Linked DNA regions of Mus musculus: region 2 is linked to region 1. A link is a contact called in public Hi-C data. All regions are on one chromosome and are shown on one strand. Each heading gives the region's core, a stretch centred on a gene start, on an enhancer-like site or on the middle of the called end of the contact. The rest is flanking DNA. Distances are from core to core; before and after follow the strand shown.

Region 1 (6,518 bases), core at 1,343-3,842:
TGCTCCCAGCAGGTCACTTGAGCAGGGCTATGTTTGACAGCATCCCAGGTACCAGGCTTGTGCTTTGTGATAGCCAGACACTGGGTGCCAGGAGACGGGTGGTCCTGAGCACTCCAGAGACTCTCCTATAGTCTGTTCATATTTTGATCTCAGTTCTTAGGACAGGGTTCCTTCACTAATTCCCTGCACAAACACATTCCTGGAAGGTGCACTATGCGGACTCCACTGCACTTGAGGTCTGCTGCCAAGGCTTCTTTTTCCCTCCCTCTCTCTACTCTGACCCGAATCATCTTCTCGGATCGTGGGGAAGAACCTTTCAATATTCTTTGGGGCTAAATTTTTTCTTGAATTATTAGCAGCAATCACCTCTGGTAACCTTTTGCCCTGAGGCCTTTCAATTTTTTTGTAACGTATTATTTTGTATTATGTATGGCTTCTTTTAATTTCAAAAATAACATAGTTTTACGGAAAATATGTGAACCATACAGTCATGTACTATGTAAAAAGTGAAAGCCATTCTTATCGGTTGAGGCTCTCCCTCCCACTAAAGGGTGGGAGGAACCACCCTGAGCAGAAAAGATGAGTGTATCAGATTTCGCTCTTTATTACTGTCTGGATTTTTGCCAAAATTGGGATCATATTATCCTATTTTACAACTTTATCTTGGCTTTAACAACACTGCGCACACATCTTAACAAATCAGTCCCTGCAACACCCCATCACTGTAGCAGCTTCAAAGAACTGTTGTAACGTGCTGGGAATGACTTAGCCGTGCTGGGGTGGGGGTGGAGGTGAGGGTGGGGGTGGGGCATGGACAAGGCACATGGCACTTAAATTATCTCCTAGTTTTGCTATGACAAATGAATCTGCTGTAAGCATGCTTTTCTCTTCTTTTTAGAAACAAGGTCTCATGTGTCTTGGCTGTTCTAGAATCCTCAAAGGAGCCTGGGGGTGACCTTGACCTTCTAATCTTTCCTCCACCTCCCTAGTGCTAAGAGTACAGCTGAGTGCCATCATGGCCAGTTTGGGAGCTGGCATGCTTTATATGTATATATTTGTCCAGACACTTAGATGAGAATGAATCCTGGAGGTTGTCGGACTAGAGGCAAAGAGCATCAGCCTTTTAAATGCTGGTCGGTCACCGCTTACAGTTTGGTTGACAGACTAAGGTGTAGTCTTTTCTAATTTAAACATTGGATACTATTAATCTTCAAAAAACTATTTCACAAGTGGAAAAGAACATTCCATTTTATTCCCCTGAGCATTGATATGTCTTGGCATCCCCGTGTGCTTTCCTTGTGAATGTGAACTGGCCCTTTTAGGCAAAGAGTTGGATGGTGAAGTTGTGGGCCTGGTGTTATGAGGTGGCAGTGGAGGTTTGACAAAGAAGGAGCTGTATGAGACCAATCATTTGGTGAAGGTAACATAAGATCTGCCACCATCAACAATGTCCCCTTCTGCATTTGGCTATCTACATGTTGGAAGTTGTGGCTCTGTTCCTATGACCCCCCAACAAAGTGAGCAGTTAGTTGGACTTTCTCCTCTCCCCTTGCCAATGGCTGGGCCCAGGTTGCTCGCACTGGACTCTACTCTGAGATCATATAACTGATGAGCAAAGTCTGACCAGAGCCATCAATTTATCTGCGTACCCCTTTGGGGAGCTCTGGTTTTGGAGGCTTGTTAGTTAATCTCTTCCTTTGAAGAGCTTGCAGTCACGCTGGGGAGAAGACTTTAGCCATGAAACAGAGAGCTTCTCACTCCATAGCTGCACAAAGACAATACCCATAAATGCTTGTGCCTGAGTGATGTGGTTTGGGCTCATGGGCAAATGCTTGGAGACAGGCATTTCACAGCTCACTAACTATTCTTTCCGGGCTGGTTCCAGTTTGATGTTTCCCACTTCTTAGACATCTACAACTTAATATGATTAAGAGAAGACCATAACCTCAGCTTAGACCTACCAAGGATTACCACACTGGTGCTTGGCACTACCTATTTGGCTCACTTGGCTGAAGCAGGAAGTCAATAGCTAACCATTTTTTTTTTTTTATTATCACTCGGGACCCATGGCTGTATTTAAAAATGGAACAATCTTCTACCTTGCCTTCAAGCTTCCATTCTTGGCCCCTAAAATTAACTTCCATATAGCAGCTGTGTGACAAAAGAAAGCAAGTATAATGTATCATGCCTCTCATGTGCTCGGTCCTTCAATGGCTTCCCATTTCAATGAGAAAAATAACTCAAGCCTCTTGCCCAATAGGCTCTGTTTGATCTGGCCTCTGATAACCTTCCCAACTCCTCTGAGGCAGTCCCCATAGCTTGCTGTTTTCACTTCCCCAAGTAAGCCAGAGTTCTTCCCTGTCCTTAGACTGTTCTTCCTTGTGTCTGAAGGCCCTTCTCCACGTGTTTGGCTCCTGCGTGGGAGCTCCATTCTGCCTTTAGATTTCAACAGAGCATTTCAAGACCACTATAAGAAGGAGATCCTAGCACCCCTTAATCTTAGCTTCATGCTTTCTTTTCATATTGTTTTGTTTTCAGGGTTCCTGAGCTATAGCATGCATGCACTGAAGGATTTTAAGTATGCTAAAATTAGATGCATGACTCAGTGGTTTACACACACACACACACACACACACACACACACACCCTTCTATCAAGTCACCAGATCTTTCATGACATTCGTATGTTTATTGTTACAAAGGTAAGAGGCTTGATAACACTGTCAAGGCAAACAGGGCCTGACTCCTGGGTGGGGGATCCATTCCTACAAGCTTCGTGCAGGCAATTTCACAGCTTAAAAAATGTTTTAGAATGCAGGTTCTGAGTGCAGCGTGAAATACTCCTCCAGGACTTGCTCGGACAGGCACCCTTTACACGCGTGTGGCGGTCACTGTACAGCATCGCAATCACAAACTGGTTTTAGCAGGGCAGTTTTGGAAATGTCCCAGTGGTAGCTCTGTGAAGGTCTAGCTAGAGATGTACATTTAGCCTATGTGGAAAGATGCTTTGACAGATGTTATAGACATTCCCAATCTTAGGGCAAAGTTCTTAAGCTGAAGCAGACAGAAAAAGATCTAGAATGATGTATGAAGGGCATAAGTCTTATTTGTATAAAAGAAGCACAGGTTTACTTAGTCCTACAGCCCTATGTATGGATCCCTTAGAGGGAAACTGAAGTTTATTGCTCTCAGGATGTTCTGGAGGCAAGAAGGAGATGCTTACAATTTTTTTTCAGTTGAATCTATGTCACATGTTGTCCACATAAATAATTAAATACAATAGCCTCTTTAGGCTCTAGAGGGAGTATGCACAAAGAGAACAGGCTCCAACAGGCCAGGCCAGGGCTGTGTAGGTAGCTTGGCCTGACTTGGGCTTCAAAGGCATGGAGGGAACTGGTTGGCTTTGATTTTTTTTTTCAGGGCTCTTTATGAAACTTCTGGGAGAGAGCACCTGTCTGCTTCTGCAGCAGAAACCAATGGATACTGTGTTGTTGGTTCAGGAAAATTCAGACTCAATTCTACCCTAGGACTTGTTCTGTGGGGTAATATATTCCTTCCAATTCATCTCACCTCTTTTTTTTCCACATAGAGGCATAAGCAAATGTGTCATTGAAGAAATGTCCTTTCCTAGCTCTGGTTTCTTCTTCTTCTTCTTCTTCTTCTTCTTCTTCTTCTTCTTCTTCTTCTTCTTCTTCTTCTTCTTCTTCTTCTTCTTCTTCTTCTTCTTCTTCTTCTTCTTCTTCTTCTTCTTCTTCTTCTTCTTCTTCTTCTTCTTCTTCTTCTTCTTTTCTTCTTCTTCTTCTTCTTCTTCTTCTTCTTCTTCTTCTTCTTCTTCTTCTTCTTCTTTTCTTCTTCTTCTTCTTCTTCTTCTTCTTCTTCTTCTTCTTCTTCTTCTTCTTCTTCTTCTTCTTCTTCTTCTTCTCCTTCTCCTTCTCCTTCTCCTTCTCCTTCTCCTTCTCCTTCTCCTTCTCCTTCTCCTTCTCCTTCTCCTTCTCCTTCTCCTTCTCCTTCTCCTTCTCCTTCTCCTCCTCCTCCTTCTCCTTCTCCTTCTCCTTCTCCTTCCTCCTCTTCCTCCTCCTCTTCCTCCTTTTCTTCCTCCTCCTCCTCCTCTTCCTCCTTCTCCCCCTCCTCCTCCTAATAGATAGAGCAGTCCAAGCTGTAGAATAAAAACCTGCTCCAACAAGCAATCAGCTGTCTTTTTCCTCAGGCTTCAGTGATCTTAGTGAGGATCATAGACTTGGGAATGAGCCAGAGATGGGCTTGAGTCATCTGCTCACCACCCCTCAGCTTTGCTTCCACTGACAAGTCAAGTTACTGCATTGTGCCTATGTTTCTGAGCTGGTAAGGTAGCATCAACATACCTCCCTGTTTCCTGAGGTCCTGAGGAACAAGTTACAGTGACTGTCCACCTTATGAAAAGCCAGGGGCCATACAGACAAGGTCACCTATGTGTGTCCTATGGCTGTCATAGCAAACAAGCACAGGCTTGGCATACAATAGTAGCAATTTACTCTCTCTCATAGTTCTGGAGCACGGAAGTGTGGAGTCAAGTTTTGAGCAGAACAGTATTCACTGATGGCCCCAGAAGAAGGTCCATTATTGCTTCTTGTAGTCTCAAGGGATTGTCTACATCTCTCATGGGCTGTATCACTCCAAACTGCCTGTTTCCACACGGCCTTTATTTATTTCTGAGTCTCTCCTCTGGAGGTATTTTGTGATGTTAGACTCAAGTGGATAATTTATGATGGTCTCATCTCAATATGCTGGACTTTATCCCAACTGCAAAAACAGAGCTTTTGCCCTCCCCCAAATAAGATCATATACTTCTGGAAGCTGGGACAGGGTGTGAACCTATCTTTCTGTGGGTACCATTCAGCCACAAATCCTAGAACAAGCAAAAGCTGTAGTCATAGATATCCCCAGGGATGTGCTCATGCTATGGGAATTCATGAGAGGTTCTGGGTCATGGTCCTCTGCTTCTGAGCAATATGGCACCGTGCTACTTTCTATCCCAGGGAGACTGCTGCCCTCATCTGTTTTTCTTTCCTGAGCTCTCTTTGTCTTTCTCTGACTTCTAATCAAGCTAACGCCAGTCTTGTTTCACAGTCCTGGGAGGTTGTTCAGTCCAGAGACAAGGCCCCAAGACAACCCTTTTTTATTTAACGCTTCATGTACATTTTGCAAACCAAATAAGGATGGCAGCTTAGTTCCCAGTGTTTTGGCTAATGTTGCCTTCTGGTTTTGACTTGATATTATAAGAAGTCACAGGAAGTGGACACAGGGAAGCAAGTCTTTGTGCTTTTAATGCACATTCCAATGAGCCTGTAATCATTTCACATTAAAAAAATGATATCTCTTGTCCCACAAAGACTTAAAATTCAGACAATAAAACAAATGAGCAAAATAAAATATTCAGATAGATCTTTCTAGATTGGAGGGTAGAAGAAATCAAATCTTCAATTCGCTCATTTGAATGTTTGCTGAGTCATCACTTGGATATAACACCCCACCCCCCATTCCCAGGGGCTGTTGGAAAGGGAACTTACTCTGGTCTAGCCCCATCTTCATTTCAGGTTTCCTGGGATGCTATCTCCGGTAGCCTCCTCCCTGAAGAAGGGAGTTCTGCCAGGCCCGCCCCAAGCCTCCCCAGGCCAGGGTTGGTCTGCAGACACATGGCTGGGCTGGGCACAGCTGGCCCCAGGGCTCAGGCTGAACCTGTTGCTGCCATATGCACCCGGATTTGGCTCCTGTTAAAATTCTCTCCTGTACTTTCCTGGTAGGCACACGGCCTCAATAACCCCACCTTGAGTCAGAGGGATGCGCGGAGCGCCTAGGAGGTGCCGCTCTGGCTCAGTGCCAGCTCTCCCTACCCTGGCTTTGATTGTCATCGGAGCTGAATCCTCCTCTTCTTCCCTGGGGCAGGGTGTCAGCTTCTCTCCCGTGCAGACTCCAGCTGCCACTAGTCTGGGCAAGTTGGAAGTACCCTCCCTGGGCCACTTGTCTGGTCTTTTCTCTTATTCCTCCTTACCCGTGTGGAGGCTGTGAGTGAGTTCTATATAGCGTGGCTTAGTAGTTTAGTGTCCCAAGCTTATAAACTTAAAGGTTATGTTTAGACTTTTGGGGGCTGCCCTGGGAACTAACAGAGACTGCACACAGAACATATAGATATCGTTCAGGCAGAGGGAAATCCTAAGAAGGACAGGGCCCAGAGGACAAAAGGAGACTGTAGACTATGTTTTGTAATATACATTATTATTATTATTTGGTTTCTGGCATCAAATTGATGGCTATACTATTTCACATCCTTACCTCAGTTTCCTCCTGTGTAAAAGTAATTAAATGATTGCCTCATCCCACATATCACAATTGCTTGGCACTGTGCTAAGAAGCATAAACGAAGAAGGAGTTCTTGGCACAAGGCAGTAGGAGCCCAACAGAGATTAGCTGTTATTGTCATTACCTGCCCTGAGCAGGGATGAACTCACATTTTGCTCACAGCAGCCGTGGGACATGGGGAGT
Region 2 (7,582 bases), core at 2,547-5,046, 150 kb before region 1:
GGCATGCTTTCATCCATTGGTGTAGTCAGCTGACATCTGCTTTTGACTGAACCAGGGTTACTGTAGTAAACTTGCTTCTATGGACCTGTGCTATTTTGCAAGAGAAAATAAAGAAAATGTTCTTAGAGCCCCACTAAGCCTCAGTTCTCCTACAAGAAAGTATCATTTTGGGGAAAGAGCAAGGACTTGAAAAGGGTAGAATCTGTTTCTTTGTGGATTTAGAGAGCAGACATGGGTTCTAATCAACCTTAACTCATGCTTGCCTTGATTCCAGTCCACAACATTGTTGGTCTCTGCCAGGCGCTTGCTCTCTCTTAGAAGGCGCAAGAAGAGAATTGGGAGGGTCAGCAGTATTTGAACCCCTCTTCTTGTTGGGACCAGTCAATTCAGTCACTATTCTGGGGTTGGAAATAGACCAAACCAAGCGACTGCTTCCATTTGTTGGTGGTATACAATGTGTATCCCAACAGTTGCTGACTCTCTAGTTTTTGATAGTTCTGATTCTAAGTGTATATCTTCTGGACAGATTGCAATTTGCTCCTTTGGTCAAAATATTGGTATTACCAGAGCAAACGTGATTTCCAGTTAGTAGCCGCCAACCATCTCTCTCTTGGGGAGTTCAGTGCAAGCAGTGAGCTTGCTTATCTGCAAGTCCAGTCCTTCTCATTGGGTATTTTCACTCAAAAATGCTATAAAGATTTATTTGTTTCTATGTGCTTGAGCGTCTGCTCACATATATGGATATGCACATGTGTCCCGGGTATCCATGGAGGCCAGATGAACATGCCAGATCTCCTGGAACTGAAGTTATAATTGGTGGTGAACCACCACGTGGGTTCTGGGACCTGAACTATTCTTTACAAGAACAGCATGTGCCCTCTACCACAGAACTACCTCTTCAGACAGTTAAAGTTTTTAAAAACCATGGTTATTTAAATAGTCAAGCTTTAAAATGCATAAACTTTATTACAAAAAAAGCTTGCAAATAAATAAATAAATAAATAATCCCACCATAGACCAAAATTAAGCAGACTGAAAGTCTGTACTATTCAATAAACTATAGTTAGACTGGGCATTTGGAATGGAAGTTCTAAAGCTTCATATTACATTTTACCTTCAGTATCAAGGACATTTTGTATATGTGTTTACCCATTATCCAGGTTAAAAAAATGACAATTTGGAACTAGAAAAACAATGAATTATATATCCCTCTTCATAAATAGATATCATGCTTGCACATGCCTTGACATGTGTGTGATTGTCACTAGAGTTGGTTCCTTTCTTCTACCATGAATATCCTGAGGATTAGAGTTGGGTCATCAGACTTGGCAGTGAGTCCCTTTACCAGCTGAGCCACCATGTTGGCCCTCATTGAGTGTCTACACTAAGCTCTGTCCTGTGCACTGGGGACACCAGTCATCTAGAGTAGAAAAGCTTATGTTTTTGTAGATTTGTGTGATATTTACTAAATAAATGAATGGCCCAATTGATGACATATGATTGCCAAAGCATGTTTAGGAGCCAAGACTCATCAAAGTTGGATCTCAGAGTACTGGTGCTGGTTAGTTTTTTCCACTTGACACAAACTAGGGTCATGTGGGAAGAGGAACCTAATTGAGAAAATGCCTCTGTCAGATTGGCATATAGACAACTTAGTGGGAGTAATTTTTAAATTAATGATTGATGTGGGAGGGCCCAACCCAATGGGGGCATTGCCGGGAACCCACTGGCCAGGTGGTTCTGGGAGGTATAAGACTGACCATGAGCCTGGAGAACAAGCTAGTAAGCAGTGGTGCTCCATGGCCTCTGCTTCACTTCTGGATACCAGCTTTCTGCCTTTAGTTCTTTCCCTGATCCCCCTTTATGGTGGACTGTGACCTGGGAAACAGAAGGCAAGTAACCCTTTCCTCTCAGCTTGCTTCTGGTCATGGTGTTCACAGTAATGGAAGCCATCACCTGTTTAAATGGTCTCATCACTAAATGCACAGAGACACACACATATTATTAGTAGTTTTTAAGGGTGATTTTCCATCTTTCATAGAAATCCCACAGTCAGCATTTAATTTGTTGCTGGTTAGGGCTGTTGAGCCAGAAGTGGGTGAATAGAGTCAGGTGGCTGGATATTTTCTGGATCTTAGTTAGACTTGGTGATAACAAAGATATGATAACCAGGATTGAAGGAAGACTTTGGAGCTCTGACATCACTACTGCTGAATATTTCTCACCTGGGAACAGAATCCCTCATTTCTGGATAGACTTTGTATTGTAGACACATTGACCATTTATTTCCGAAACAACCACAGAGTGAAGAGATGGTTTATAGAGTGGGAAGGGTATAATTGCCAACTACACATTATTAGGCTATTAATATCTAGAATTAGAAAGAACTTCAGAAATTAAACACCAAAAACTTAAAGTGATCCAACCAGTCAGTGGGTTAGTGAACTGAGCAGGTAGCTCTCAAAGGAAGGAATTCAAATGACCAACAAATATTTAAAAATGCTCAACATCTTTAGCCATGAAAAAATTCAAATAAGAACTGCGTTGTGACTCAGTATCACACTTCAGAATGGCAATCTTCAAGAAAAATAATGACAACTAATGCAAGCAAGGATGTGGGTAGAGAGGGACTTTTATGCAGATGAGAATGTCATTGGTATAGCCCCTATGCAAGTTAGCATGGGGCTTCTTACAAAACCAAAAATAGAACCACTATGACCCAGCTGTTTCACCCCTGGCTGTGCACCCAGAGGACTTTTAGTCAATAAAACAGAGATACTTGCTCATCCTTAGCTCTTACTGCGCCATTCAAGTAGATGTAGAGCCATCCCAGAGGTCCACAGATGAACGAATATCAAATATGTGATGTGTATATACAGTGGAATTTTATTTAGTCAGGTATATAGCAGAAATACAGGATTTACACGGTAGTGGGTAGAATTGAAAATGATGGTGAAGTGAGAAGGGCAGAGATAGAAAAACAAATGTATGTTTTCCTTTCAGATACAGAAATGATTCTTTTTTTTTTTTTTTTTTTTTTTTTGAGACAGGGTTTCTCTGTATAGCCCTGGCTGTCCTGGAACTCACTTTGTAGACCAGGGTGGCCTCGAACTCAGAAATCTGCCTGTCTCTGCTTCCCGAGTGCTGGGATTAAAGGCGTGCTTAAAATTATATATATCTGCATTTGTAAGTGTGTGTGTAGATCATGAGAGGGGAAGGGCGAATCTTAAATGCGGGAGGGAAAGAAAAGGTGGTCGAATTTATTTTATAAAGAGGTAGAAGGTAGGTCTGTTAAGATGAGGGTGAAGAACTTGCTGAGGGGAGCATGGCGCAGGGGGACTGGAAGAGGAGTGAGCAAAGACAGGGTGTGATGATACAGAAAATGCCACAATAAAAGCCCACTGTTCTGTACACAAATCCAGAACATCAATAAGAAAAGAATAATTGGCCCAGAGGAGTCTACCTAGGGAATCGTGGAGGAAGGGTGCCTATGGCAAGAAAGGAAAAGCGGATCACTGTCCATATGCTTGTGGTGGTTGGTTCTGACGTCCAGTTGAGTGGATTTAGAATCATCCAGGTGAGACACCACTAGGCTTTCCTATGAGTGTGTTTTCCACAGAGGTTTAACTGAGGAGGGGCAACTCACCCAGGAAGCAGATGTCACCATCCCATGGGCTGGGGCCTCACAGACTGAATAAAAGCAAAATTAGAATGGAGCCAGTCCAGTACCAGCATTGGCTTCTGTCTGCTTCCTGAGTGGGGACATAGTGGGAGCGGCTGCCTCAGGCTCCCACTTCCACATTTCCTGCCGTGATGGATTGCATCATCCCAACCACATAAACCCTTCTTTCCTTAAGTTGTCTTTGTGAGAGATTTTGCTTCAGCAATGAAAAAAAAAATAAATTCAATGCCTACTAGGTGCTGGTCATTTCTGTGGTGCCACCAGGAAAACAAAACCTCAAGATGGACAGACTGGCATACTGTAAGGCAGGTGTATAATCTGTGAAGTGCTCATTCTGAAAGCTTCTCAAAATTTTAGAGATCTGGAACTTTTTATTATAAAAAATTGATTTTACGTGTGTGTGTGTGTGTGTGTGTGTATTAATTTACACATTCAACAGTCTGGAACTTACATTTTTCAAAGTGATTCTGAATTTTATTAGTCAGAACAAGCACTGTTGCCCCTCCAAACTGAAGACTATTGTTACAGTGTATTTTATATGTGTAATAGTTAAGGCAAGATGACATCATGCAATGATTAATATACTGTGCTATGTCATGGAAGATGTTTGAATTTTATGGTAAAGCACCCATGGGAGTAAAGGAAGATGAAACAAAACTTAACTATTTAGAAGGGAATAAGTTCTTTTTCCAATGGATATTGAAATGAAATAAAATTAAAATTCTACCTTCTATCAACTCCCAAATTAAATTATAAATACATTAAATAGTTAATTTTTAAACACACAAGCACTTCTTGCCTTAGGCAGTTATGATATGTAGAAGTTTTACTTAACACAGTATGGTAAAAAGTTAAAATTGTATTAAAACCCCAGAATAATGTATGATAAATATTTAACTGATTTTCAGATGCTGGCAGACATTCTAAGAGCAGTAGGGGAAAAAAAAACCCTAAAGGATAAGAAAAACATATCTGGTACTAAAAAGGGGGAATTTCTATGTCTTCAAAAATGTTACCAGCAACAGTAAAATAGAAATGTCAGAACTGGAAAAATTATAATAAATATGACAGAAGGTTTGTTATCCTGAATAGATACCAGATCTTTTAAGTCAATGATAGAAAAGAAAGCAAAGAGAAGTGGCTTGAGGGCTCTCACATATACATCCAGTTGAAAGGTGAGGGCAGTAAGTTCATCTAAATGTCACGCCTCATTACTGAAATCTTTACATCAATAACAAAAGGTACGATTTTGTTTTTATGTTTACAAAGTTTAAAAAGTGCCAACCAGGGGGCTGGAGAGAAGGCTCAGTGGTTAGGAGCACTGGATGCTCTTTCAGAGGTCCTGAGTTCAATTCCCAGGTGGCTCACAACCATCTGTAATGGGATCTGATGCCCTCTTCTGGTGTGTACTCATACATAAATACATTTAAAAATATTTTTAAAAAAGAAAAGAAAAAAGAAGAACAAAATCCCCCCCAAAACACCAGCCAAATCTTTTCGGGGATAGTTTTGTTAAATTTGGATTCTTTGGAATTGGGGAGGTGGCTCGGCATCTTGCTGCCTGAGAATGAGCTGAGCTAGGATCTCCAACACCCACATAAAAGCCAGATTGTTGCTGTATGCCGGACATACCTGTGCTGGGGAGATGGAGATGGACAGATCTGGGGCTTCCTGGCCAACCAGTGTAGATGAAAGAGTAAGATCTAGGTTCTGTGAGAGACCTTTCTCAAAGATTTGGAAAGTAATAGAGGATGTATCTTTTTTGGAGAAAGGCTGATTTTTTTGATTGTCTGATGATTTTTATTTGAACAACAGAGAAAGACACCTGATGTTGACCTCTGGCTTCCATATTCCGGGAAAACACACACACACACACACACACACACACACACACACACACACACACACACACACACACACACCAGTGGAATGAGTGTATTTATTTCTGTGGATTGGCTGGGTCTTACAGTAGCTATGCATTAAAATTTTTGAGGAGCTTTGACGCCATTTTCCATCTCCACCTGTGCGGTATGAGTGTTCCAGCTTCCCTGAAGCTCAGCACAGACTTTCACTGCTTCCTGCTTGTTGATAACTAGGCTGTCCTTGTGGTGTCAAGAGGCAGCTTCGTGTGGTTTTGATTTGCATTTCTTTGATGACTAATGCTGTTCCAGATCTCTTCGTGTGTTTATTGGCCACTTGTCTATCTTCCTTGGAGAAAGGCTTATTTTGATGCTTGTTGATTTTTTAATTGTGTTATATAGTCAGTTTATTGTCAGGCGGTAAGACACAATTGCAAGTCCTAGTGTAAGGCCCTTTTCAGACGCATTCTCTGCAAATGCTTTCTTCCGTTTTCTGATTGTCTTTGCACTTTCTTGATAGGATCCTTCTAAGAATACAGGTTTCCAATTTTGGTGAGGAAAATTTATCTTTTCTTTTGTCATTGGGGTTTTAAATGTGAATTCTAAGATGTCATTAGCAGGTAGCAGGTAGCAGGCAATGAAGATTTACCTATAGTTTTTTTTGTAGTTTTAATCCTTGTATTTAAGTATCAGACCTATATTAAATTAAGGGTCTCCCTATATTCTTTCCCACATGGCTATACAGTTATCCTAGCATTTTGTTCAAAAGATGATTCTGAATCCATTGAGCTACCCATTGTTTGGTCACAGGTATGGGTTTAGTTCTCCAGTCTTCATCCTGTTGGTTCAATGTCTGTTCTCCCAACATACACTGTCTTGATTAGTATTATTTTGTAGCTGGCACTGACATTGAGAAGTACGAGTTTAACCTTTTTCAAGGTCTGATTTGGTTGTCGGACCATTGAGATTACATGTGAGTTTTACAAACAGTTCTCATAGAGATATCGTTGAATTTGTAAGTCATCCTCTCAACCACGTTGTTACCTCTCCACGCACAAACAAGAGCCATTTCCTTCAACTTCTGTCTTCTTTTCTTTCTTTGAACATCTTAGAGGTTTTCAGAGTCTAAGGTTTGTACTTCTTCTGTTTGACTTATTCCTAAGCATTTTGCAATTGCCTTAATGCTTTAGATTCTTCCACAGAAGTGGATAGAAGTAGACTTTTATATATCAGACTTGTATCCTGCCACCTTGTTAAGTAACTACTTTGTTTTAAGTTTTATTTTTAGTAGCCTCTTGGGCATTTTCTGTGTTGAAGATCATGCCATCTAACAACAGAGATAGTTCTGTTTCTTTCTAAGATGAAGACCGTCCTTGCCTTGGACCTCTAGGGCAGTGATTGGCAACGGTGAGGACCATCCTTGTGGTCCAGATCTCAGGGAACAGGGACTGGTCCTCTCCACTGAGCAGTACATTCGCTTTGGGATGTTATATTGAGACACATTCTTCTAGCCTTACTTTTTCTTTTTTCAACTCATGAAGGTATGTTGAATTCAGTAAAAAACTTTTTTCCTGTATCTATTGAGGCTTTATGACCATTGGGACTCTATGTCTTTTATTCTATTATGTTTCTTTTTAGGCTATGGATTCTTACATTAGCTGACATTCAGGTGTGATTAGTATGGTTCTGTATGTGTTAAGATATGTTTGGAGATGAATTTGAACTCACCCTGTGGCTGCGGTGTGCCTCTTTCGGATGAAGAATCCCCATCTTGGTCTCTAACTGCTCTTCCCTGGTTCCCTTTTCGGGGCCCACACAGTTCTTTCCATCAGTCAAGTCCAAACTCACACCTCCAGTCAGGTAGACGTGTTTCAGGTTAATTAGGGGCCTCAGTCAATTTAGTTCATGGGCTGTAATTACAAGCACCTAAGACCTGCAATTTCTGTTTTAATTAAAATAAACAGTGTGGAGGGGCTGACATCACATCAGGGCAACTGGTGTGCAAGGCTGGGTAATTACACTAAAACAGAGCTTCTTGCTG

What was found. Hi-C and Micro-C count contacts between places; a contact is called where the count stands out from the background.
Region 2: a contact with region 1 is called in a Hi-C map of bone marrow-derived macrophages, with 31 read pairs. The contact joins two enhancer-like sites. A contact is called at or near these places in 2 of 484 Hi-C or Micro-C datasets (bone marrow-derived macrophages and epidermal suprabasal cells) and 1 of 9 other capture datasets (pancreatic islet).

Annotation. Positions count from the first base shown.
Region 1 is chr2:160,148,100-160,154,617 of GRCm38.p6, reverse strand. No RefSeq gene overlaps it. Among named protein-coding and RNA genes, the nearest start is that of Gm34741, 18 kb to the left of the region's middle. Within about 2 kb of position 2,592, at least 18 of the 459 cell types and tissues checked have an H3K27ac peak or open chromatin away from gene starts, as enhancers often do. A contact at or near this core is called in bone marrow-derived macrophages, where this site is marked.
Region 2 is chr2:160,300,380-160,307,961 of GRCm38.p6, reverse strand. It overlaps Gm46773. Among named protein-coding and RNA genes, the nearest start is that of Gm826, 23 kb to the left of the region's middle. Within about 2 kb of position 3,796, at least 6 of the 459 cell types and tissues checked have an H3K27ac peak or open chromatin away from gene starts, as enhancers often do. A contact at or near this core is called in bone marrow-derived macrophages, where this site is marked.